Regions from separate parts of the Mus musculus genome. Here regions 1 and 3 are each linked to region 2. Evidence: chromatin contacts called from public promoter capture Hi-C and targeted proximity ligation data. All regions are on one chromosome and are shown on one strand. The core of a region is the stretch at or near the end of the contact, and the rest is flanking DNA. Distances in the headings are between cores, read along the strand shown.

The links. Promoter capture Hi-C pulls out the DNA fragments that hold promoters and counts their contacts.
Region 1: a contact with region 2 is called in a promoter capture Hi-C map of embryonic stem cells, with 2.5 times the contacts expected there. A contact is called at or near these places in 20 of 39 promoter capture datasets (the 3T3-L1 cell line, 3T3-L1-derived adipocytes, the C10 cell line and 13 more), 6 of 484 Hi-C or Micro-C datasets (B cells, embryonic stem cells and uterus), 24 of 130 datasets of targeted methods (the SCID.adh cell line, T-cell acute lymphoblastic leukemia, acute myeloid leukemia and 16 more) and 5 of 9 other capture datasets (adipose tissue, embryonic stem cells, liver and 2 more).
Region 3: a contact with region 2 is called in a targeted proximity ligation map of embryonic stem cells, with 9 read pairs. A contact is called at or near these places in 12 of 39 promoter capture datasets (the C10 cell line, the HPC-7 cell line, cranial neural crest and 9 more), 2 of 484 Hi-C or Micro-C datasets (CD4 T cells and embryonic stem cells), 27 of 130 datasets of targeted methods (SST interneurons, T-cell acute lymphoblastic leukemia, bone marrow-derived macrophages and 16 more) and 4 of 9 other capture datasets (adipose tissue, embryonic stem cells, liver and 1 more).

The regions. Positions count from the first base shown.
Region 1 is chr19:6,941,306-6,944,263 of GRCm38.p6, forward strand. It overlaps Bad (BCL2-associated agonist of cell death), which reads left to right and starts at 1,257. Exons shown (of 4, transcript NM_001285453.1): 1 at 1,257-1,319; 2 at 1,562-1,741. The coding sequence starts at 1,570. It also overlaps a transcript of Gpr137 not described here.
Region 2 is chr19:6,399,248-6,401,947 of GRCm38.p6, forward strand. It overlaps Rasgrp2 (RAS, guanyl releasing protein 2), which reads left to right and starts at 1,294. Exons shown (of 17, transcript NM_011242.3): 1 at 1,294-1,404; 2 at 2,474-2,616. The coding sequence starts at 2,544.
Region 3 is chr19:6,973,499-6,976,454 of GRCm38.p6, forward strand. Ppp1r14b (protein phosphatase 1, regulatory inhibitor subunit 14B) reads left to right here and starts at 1,550. Exons shown (of 4, transcript NM_008889.2): 1 at 1,550-2,008. The coding sequence starts at 1,751. It also overlaps a transcript of Plcb3 not described here.

The DNA.
Region 1 (2,958 bases), core at 7-2,506, 540 kb after region 2:
TTCCCCTCCAATAATCCGGATTGGGAGGCTTCTTCCTCTGTCCTCAAGATTCCAGACGTGTTCCCCCACCGCGTCCACCCTCAGCCCCGGTGAATAAGAGGAAGTCGATGTCAGGTCTCAGGCCGCTGCGGGGTAAGCGGGATCCGGTCGCCGGGACACCGGGCTCCAGCTCCCCGGCTCCCTCTGCTCCGCCCCACTCCTGCGCCTGCGCGGACGTCCGTTCGCTACGTAAACTGCGTAGCGACCGGCAGGGACTCCGAAGCCATGCGCCGCGCCCGGCGTGCATCTCTTCGAGAATCGCCGCAAGGTGCGCTGCCGGCGGGTGTCCCGGGTTACGGATGGCGGCGGGCGGCCGAGAGTAGAGCAGGCCGCACGCAGCAAGCACCTGGGCTACCAGTGCCATGGACCGCCAGCTCTTAATGTTTGGGGACTACCATTTCCCACGCTTAGATTCCCAAATCCACATCGCGTTCGGCGTGCCCATATGGGGGGCGGCAACGACTTCCCCGCACAGGGTCACTGAAGGAAACTTCCGCCCACAACCAAGATGGTACCCGGACCCCGCCCCCTAGCTTCTGTCTGCAGGCCCCGCGCTCCGGCCCGGGGCAGCGTACGCACACCTATCCTGGCAGCAGAGGCCCCTGGAGCCCCACGGCTCGCCTTCCTGGGCGCCCCGTCCCTTCTTCCGCACCCGGGCGGCCATCCTGCCGTAAAGGAGCTCCCGAAATGGCGCGGGGGGTTGTCCCCAAGACGGGCAGTGCAAGGCCTCCACGATCGGGAAGAAGGAGCTGGTCTTCCCATCCCGGTCACTCGGTCCAGGGGGAGCAATAACCATCGCAACGACCATTGCATCCGACGGCCGAGCTTCAGTGAACGGCTCTATAAGTAATCACTAAGCTGTTTACAGAGTTTTCACCAGCTCCCCAGGGAGGTGTCATTAACCCCATTTTACAGGAGGGAATTCGGGCCCAGAAGGGCTGGAGGACTTATCAGCCGAAGCAGGCCTCCAGGATCCAAATGGGAACCCCAAAGCAGCCCTCGCTGGCTCCTGCACACGCCCTAGGCTTGAGGAAGTCCGATCCCGGAATCCGGAGCCTGGGGAGCGACGCGGGAGGAAGGCGGTGGAGACCAGCAGGTCGGCGCAGGGGTGGGACCTGGCTTGGGGTGGCCCCGCCTCCAGGCCGACCCGGGATTTACTTCGAAAACTGATTGGGTCAGATCTGTGACAGTTCTCGTCGCCCAGGAAACTAGGGCCGGGCGCCCTTAGAACTGGAGGGAGGAGGCAGGCCCGGGTCAGGGGCCTCGAGATCGGGCTTGGGGTGAGACCTATTCCCGGTCCTAACGGGCAGGGGGAGCGCACTAGTGTCTGGACAGAGCTCTGAAGAGAGATTTAATATTCGGGCGACAGCCAGGCAGACTGAGCAGACAAATGAGGGATTGGGAAGATTTGGGGAGTTGAGCTACCGTGGTGGGAGAGGGAGACAGGAGTACCTCTCCTCTGCTTCTCATAAACACTGTTTGCCTAGCTGTGTAGTGAGTACTTCTTACCTTGTCTCTACAGCCCAGAGTATGTTCCAGATCCCAGAGTTTGAGCCGAGTGAGCAGGAAGACGCTAGTGCTACAGATAGGGGCCTGGGCCCTAGCCTCACTGAGGACCAGCCAGGTCCCTACCTGGCCCCAGGTCTCCTGGGGAGCAACATTCATCAGCAGGGACGGGCAGCCACCAACAGTCATCATGGAGGTAGGTTCCTCACTACCATTATCTGCCTGTCCCATGCCCCCTGACTCTCAGGTGCCCCTTACGTTGCTGTTGCAGCCATACTTCCTAAAGATTCTTGGGAAGCCCCAGATAGCTCCTTTCATCAGATTGCTTCTTCTACAAACCATCACTGGGCTAATTCACAGAGATGTATGGTATGCCCTTAATGATTAAGCTGACTCACTGAATGCTGAAAACAGACCCCCTTATTATGTCCCCAAGATCAGTGGGAGGTAAGCAGAGCCCCAAAGAAGTGACTTTTCTCTTTATTTATTTATTTATTCATTTATTTATTGTATGTGAGTACACTGTAGCTGTCTTCAGAAGAGGGCATCAGATCCCATTACAGATGGTTGTGAGCCACCATGTGGTTGCTGGGAATTGAACTCAGTACCTCTGGAAGAGGAGTCAGTGCTCTTAACCACTGAGCCATCTCTCCAGCCCAAGAAGTGGCCAGTAGGTCCGTTCGTTCGTTCGTTCTTTCTTTCTTTCTTTCTTTCTTTCTTTTTTTAAAATGATTATTTTTTGGTTTTTCAAGACAGGGTTTCTCTGTGTAGCTCTGGCTATCTTGGAACTCACTCCTACAGAAAAACCAATAAATAAATAATAATAATAAAAACTAATAAAAAAGGAAGAAGAAAGCTGAAGGTTAAAAGAAGGGATGGGGGAGGGGACTGGAAAAATGGCTCAGTGGTTCAGAGCATTTACTACCAGGCTGGCCTTGAACTCAGAAATCCTCATGTCTCTGCCTCCCAAGTGCTGGGATCAAAGGCGTGCACCACCGCCGCCCAGCTCAGTAGGTTCTTTCTTACTCTATGGCTCGCCTTCAGCCCGACTATTCTTGCCCAGATGGGACAGGCAGGTGACCCTAAGTGACAAACAAGAGCCGTGTGAAGCTGGAAAGTGTGAGTGAGTGCCAAGATGGAAGGAGAGGCCTTGGAGATACTGGTTATACTCCCCACTTCCCATTGCTGACCCTGTATAGCCAGAGAAATCTGAGCTCAACCAGGTTTGTCACTGGCTCCATAGAACTTAACTTATCCCTACCCCCTCATGTATCCCTGGACTGTCTCAAACTTCTATACAGCTGAGACTAGCCTTGAACTCCTGATCCTCCAGCCTCTACCTACCAAGTACTAGGATCACAGGTCACCATGCCTGGCACTCCACTTCCTTTTTTAAATTATTTGTATATGTAT
Region 2 (2,700 bases), core at 44-2,543:
TAGACGCCTCTTTCTCTCTTGCCCAGTGGGGTGTCCCTCGCCCCATCTCTAGACAACGAACCTGGGTTCCCAGGGAGCCGCGTGTTCGTTCATTCATTCCTGGCTTTTTGAGGCTCCACTGGACCAAAACCAGCTCGCATTCTGTCCCAGCCCCTCCCCCAGGCCATCGCAAGGATCCGCAGCCCCACGCCCGCGACCTCCACCACGCCCGGGCCTCCGCCGCCCGCAGGAAGACGCCCGGGCCCGGGCAGGGTGAACCCCGTGGGAACGGTTTGTCTCGAAAACAGGAACCCGGACCGGGGGGCTGGGCGGGGCGCCCCTTCCCCACCGCAGTCCGCTTCCTGCCCCTCCCGGCTTCCTCCGTGCGACACCCAGGCGGGGCGCAGAGCCCGGGGGTGTCGCGGTGGGGGAGGGCTGCTGCACGCGGTCCCCACACCAACAGTGGCGCAGCCCCCCGCCCGCGGTTAAACTCTCTGGGGCGGCAGGGGAGGGGTTAATCTGCTTCAGGGCCCGGCGCGCGCGGGGCGAGAGGGGGAGTCCCCGGTGGAGGAGGCGCGGCGCGGGGTGCAGGGGCGGGGAGGGGGCGGGGCGGCAGGGCGCTGGGCCGCGGCGCGGAGACCGGGTGGGAGCCGCAGCCGCAGCGAGGCCGGCGGGCGGGAGCGCACGGAGGTGGCGCTGGCCGGGCAGGGTTCGGGGTCCGCGCTGCGGGTCCCAAGAGTGAGTGAGCGAGCACGCGCGCGGGTGGGGCGTGGGACACAGAGGGTGCGGCCCCTAGGGATCTCCTAGGGGCAGGCTGGCGGGGACTGCGGGTGGGTGGGGAATCTGCGGTCCTGGGTGGGACAGAGCTTGCGGAGGGGATGAGGCACTTAGAGCCACCCGCAGGAGGGGGGCGTTCGAGGCATTCCGGTGCTCGCCTGAAACGTATCTACCAGGCTCTTCCCTGCAAGTCCCCATTTGACAGATGGGAAAATTGAGGTTCAGAGAGACTAAATGATTCTCAAGGTCACCCAGCAAGGAAGTAACAGTCAGGAGGGAACGACTCTGAGAAGTCCTCGGGAGGATTCCCTAATGTAGGGGAGTCTGTGTAAGGGCGAGGTCCCTTTCCTTGGGACAAGGTTTTGGCGAGATCCAGGAATGTAAAGAACCCCAGGCTTTGGGGCTGCGAGCCCTGGAGCCTGGTTGAGGGGGGAGGGGCGGCAGAATGGGTGTGTGCGCAACCAGGGGGTATGTGGATGCGTGTGGGAGTGTACATGCGTGGAGATGCACTGTCTTTGCGTGTGTGCACACGTGTTCAGATGTCAGAGCTACTGTGATCGAGAGATCAGAGGCTGAGCTGGTTCAAGTGAACAGAAGGTCTGGGAGGTGAACTGCATTCAGGTTTGCATTCTGAAGTAAAGGACTTGGGTATGTGTGGCTGAGGATTTTCATTGCAGGTGTGCATGGGATGTGGGTGCCATTGTGTGTGATTAGGACGGGAGGTGTCTATGACCCTGGTGTGTGTGAAAAGGGTCTTCTTGCACTTAATGTAGGTCATTGGCCTTCGGCAAATACCTAGTCTAGAGAATAGGTGTTTGTTCCTGCATGGGTGCTTTTATAGTCCCCACTGATGACCAGGATTATTAATGGTGTCATGCAGGCCATGGCGCTAGCGGCCCCTTCTGGGCTCCCTACTCGGTGCTCTCACGCACAATTTAACTATGCAGCAGGGTGGGTGGGAAGGCGGGAGCCCAGGTTGGGAAGATATATGGCAATTCTGGAAGGGCTAGGACCGGACTCCTGGGACCTTAGTACTTGTGGGTTGGGAGTCCGCGGTTCCCAGGCTTTGGCTTCCCACTGACATCTCCCAACCGCAGTGGGCTACCCCTCCCACCCCCCGCCCCAGGAATGTTCTTCTCTCTAGCCCTCCTCCCCAAGGGCAGGCCCCTGGGGGATGCTACGGCCCCGCCTCCCACTCGGGGAGCCCAGGAGGGGGAGATGTAGGCAGGACTCCTGGGTTCCCTCCTCCCTCCTTCCATCCCAGGGAGAAATTCCTCCGAGGTCCCCTCAGGCACTGGGTTCCCAAAATAACCCTGCGGGGGAAGGGAGGCTGTGAAGGGAGGGGAAGCGGGAGGAGTGCAGAGTCAAGCTGTGGGGTGTTGCAGGTGCCTGTGGGGAGCAAATGCAAGGAGAGGAGGGCCCGCCAGGAGGCTTGGGGCACTAACTAACCCCTGGGGTCCTGGCTCGTCCCTTATTCTCGTAGAACCCTTCTAACCTCCCGCGACTCCGCGGGTGGGCCGGAAGCCTCTCAGCTAGTCCATTTCCCAACTAGCGAGTTGCACCATCCCGGGGCAGGACCGTTTAACCCTAGAGGGGCAACGGCAGGCAACTCCGCCCATGCCCAGCAGGGGGCGTGCCCACTCCGCCCCGTTCCTACGCGCCGAGCCGCTCCCCCCACCTCCCGCGCCTCTGCTGACTCCCACTTCTCCCAGGACAGGGGTCCGAATTGAGCACCGTGGGAGGCTCTGAGAGTGTAGCTTGGGTCTAGCCTACTGGCACCGGCAGCCATGACGAGCACTCTGGACCTGGACAAGGGCTGCACCGTGGAGGAGCTGCTCCGTGGTTGCATCGAAGCGTTTGGTGAGTTGCATGCAGCACGAGGGGTCACACCCAGCTGGACCCTGAACCAGACTCTAGGCCAGAACCTACCCAGGCTCCTATTTT
Region 3 (2,956 bases), core at 300-2,799, 570 kb after region 2:
GAGAGCCATAGAGACATCCAGAAAGTGCTACACAACCTCCTTGGGTAGTATGAGATGGAGTGGGTGGCAGGAGACTGGTAGAGACTCTGCCTTAGTGTGTGTGTGTGTGTGTGTGTGTGTGTGTGTGTGTGTGTGTGTGTGGTGGTGGTGGTGGTGGTGGTGGTTGTCATACAGCCCGGGCTCAAAATCCCAGCTCCCCCTTTATATAGCCCTGTGACTTAACTATGTGCTCTCACAACTGAAGTGTCCACGAGTTTTCCCGTTTAATGTTCCCCACAGCCTTCAGAGGAAGTCCATCGGTCCCCCCCCCCCCACCCACCACCTCTTTTCGGTCGTTTGTTCAACCAATAGGATGGAGAGTCCTTTGCCTGAGTCTGAGAGTTTTTCGAGCTAGAATTCGGTATGGACCTAATAGTGTCCTAATGCCTGTAGGTTTGACAAGGAGCACGCTGACCCAAGCTAAGGTATCAGCAGAGTCCTCAGAGCTCTGGCCCACCAAATTTTCGCTTTCTAGCAGAAAGACAAAGGAATGAATGAAACAATTTAAAGATGCAGACAGAATAAAGGAAGACTGGAAGGTGGCCTCCTAAAGTGTGAAGGATCGAGAAGTTACTGGGTGAACTAGCTTGCTGTCCCTACAGCAGAACAGGCAGGGGTCCCAATAAACGCTCATTTGGGGTCAACTGCTATTATTACCTTTATCATTGTGAGTTTTGGCTTCCCCACATGCTAGCTCTTTGCACCCGAGTTTCCTCCTTTGCACACGCTCAAGCTGCGGGGCGCCCAGGGCCTCGCCCAGCACAATCCTGCCAGCTCAGAGGGGCGCGCCCCAAACAAGTTTGCGCTTCAATGCGGGCTCTGCAGCTGGGAGGGGCAGCATCGACGAGCCGCTGACTACATTGCCCACAATACCACGCGCGCCGCCATCTCAGCCGGTGGGCGGTGGTCGTCCCAGTCCTGGCTATTGTAAGCCAAACGGCCAAATCTACACGCCCCCACCCCGAGCTCTTCCTTGAGGGGCGTGAGACCAGACCAAGTAGGGCATCCCGGCCGGCACCTGGGCAGTGCCTGGACCCCTTTACACCTCCGATCCCCGGAAGCCCTGTCCACGTGTCGACCCATGCGCGGAAGTTCTCTCGCCCCTTGATGACCAAGGGTCCCGCACGTTCCTCACCGCATCTGCGCCCACACCGTCTCATGCCTAGACTGTCTGTTTCTACCTTAGTGACAGAATGAAACAGGGTCAGAAGAGGACTATGGTCCTAGTGGCGTGAAGATCCAGGCATCCGACACCTAGAAGTCTAGGTTTGAGGCCAGAGGTTAAGTTATAGGAAACCGGACAGACAGTCCCCAAACCCGGCAAAGTAGATCCTCCCCTATCCCCTTTCAGGAGGCGGGGTTGGGGAGAGGGGGCCTGAAGCGGGGCTGGCCCTTTAAGGGGGTGTGGTCGGGGGGCGGGGGAAGAGAGCAAGACAGAGAAAGCGGCAGCGGCGGCGGCTCGGGCGGCGGCCGCGGGGGACAAAGGGCGGGCGGATCGGTGGGGAGGGGGCGGGGCGCGGCCAGGCCAAGCCCGGGGGCTCCGCATGCTGCAGCTGCCCCCGGGCGCCCCCGCCGCCGCCCTCGCCGCGGAGCTGCGCGGAACGGAGCCCGCGAGCTAACCGGAGCCAGCGGCCGGGAGCCAGCCGGCGGGCGTCCGGGAGGCGGCGGCGCAGGGAGGGGCCCGAGCGCGCACGTGGCCCCGGCGGCCGCCATGGCGGACAGCGGCCCCGCGGGGGGCGCGGCGTTAGCTGCCCCGGCCCCCGGGCCGGGCAGTGGCAGCACAGGGCCCCGAGTCTACTTCCAGAGTCCCCCTGGGGCCGCAGGCGAAGGCCCGGGGGGCGCTGATGACGATGGCCCGGTGAGACGGCAAGGGAAGGTCACCGTCAAGTACGACCGCAAGGAGCTACGGAAGCGCCTCAACCTGGAGGAGTGGATTTTAGAACAGCTCACGCGACTCTACGACTGCCAGGTGTGCTCCCCACCCCGCGCGGATACCCTAAAATCGGCCCTAAGTCGGTCTGTCTCCAGAGTCAATGGGAGCTCTGCTGCCAAGCCACCGGTCTTGCACTCGCCGCTCCCAGTGAGTGTGCGCTCTTTCTTGCCTGACCTAAGACACTCTAGCTTTCTCCGCTGCCCGGGACCTTGCGTCCTTCGTGGTACTGCCTCAGGTTAAGCATAGTGTCCTCGCCGAGTCTAGAAGAACTAGATAGCCTGCTGGAGGCAGGGGTCTAGCTTGGGCTAACAGTGAAAGGTCTAGTCTAGTCTGGGCTAGCATCGACACTAGTTGAAAGGTACTAGTTTAACTGTCTCAAGTGTTACAAAGGATCTGAGGAGTTGTTGTGGGCTAGCCTGCCATTCTGTCTACAGAGACAGGTTAACCAGCTCTCCCAGCTCTGGTTCTCCACCCCATGTTCCTTGCTTGTTCAGATGGTGACTCAGGCCCCCAGGGGTAGGGTGGAGGAGTGGGCCTGCCCTCTAATGCCTACCCTAGCCCAGCCCTGGAATGCAGCTGGCTCCAAGTGTGATAGCTGTACCCTTGGGGAGGGGGGTGTACCCCTTTCTCCTCAAAGCATGGGCTCTTTGTTTCCCCTTTATCAAGCATGGGTCTTTCACACTGACCCCTCACCCTCACTTCCTCCCCCCCCCCCCAGGAAGCTGTGACAGGTGTTTGGGGGAGGGGAGGGCTGTGATGAACTAGGACAGCTGGCCCACCAGTGCTCTGGTGAGCCGGAGGTCCCGGATGCTGAGAAGGCACATCTGCTAGGTTCAAAGCCCAAGGTCCCCAGCCCTGTCTGTCTGGCGCCCCTGGTGCCCACTGGCAGGGACAGGAAGTTCCCCCTCATTGGGCAATTTGCCTTGGCACAGACCTGATCTGTTTTCCTTCCCAGAGCAGCTGTCTTTGCTGGGCAAGGAGGGC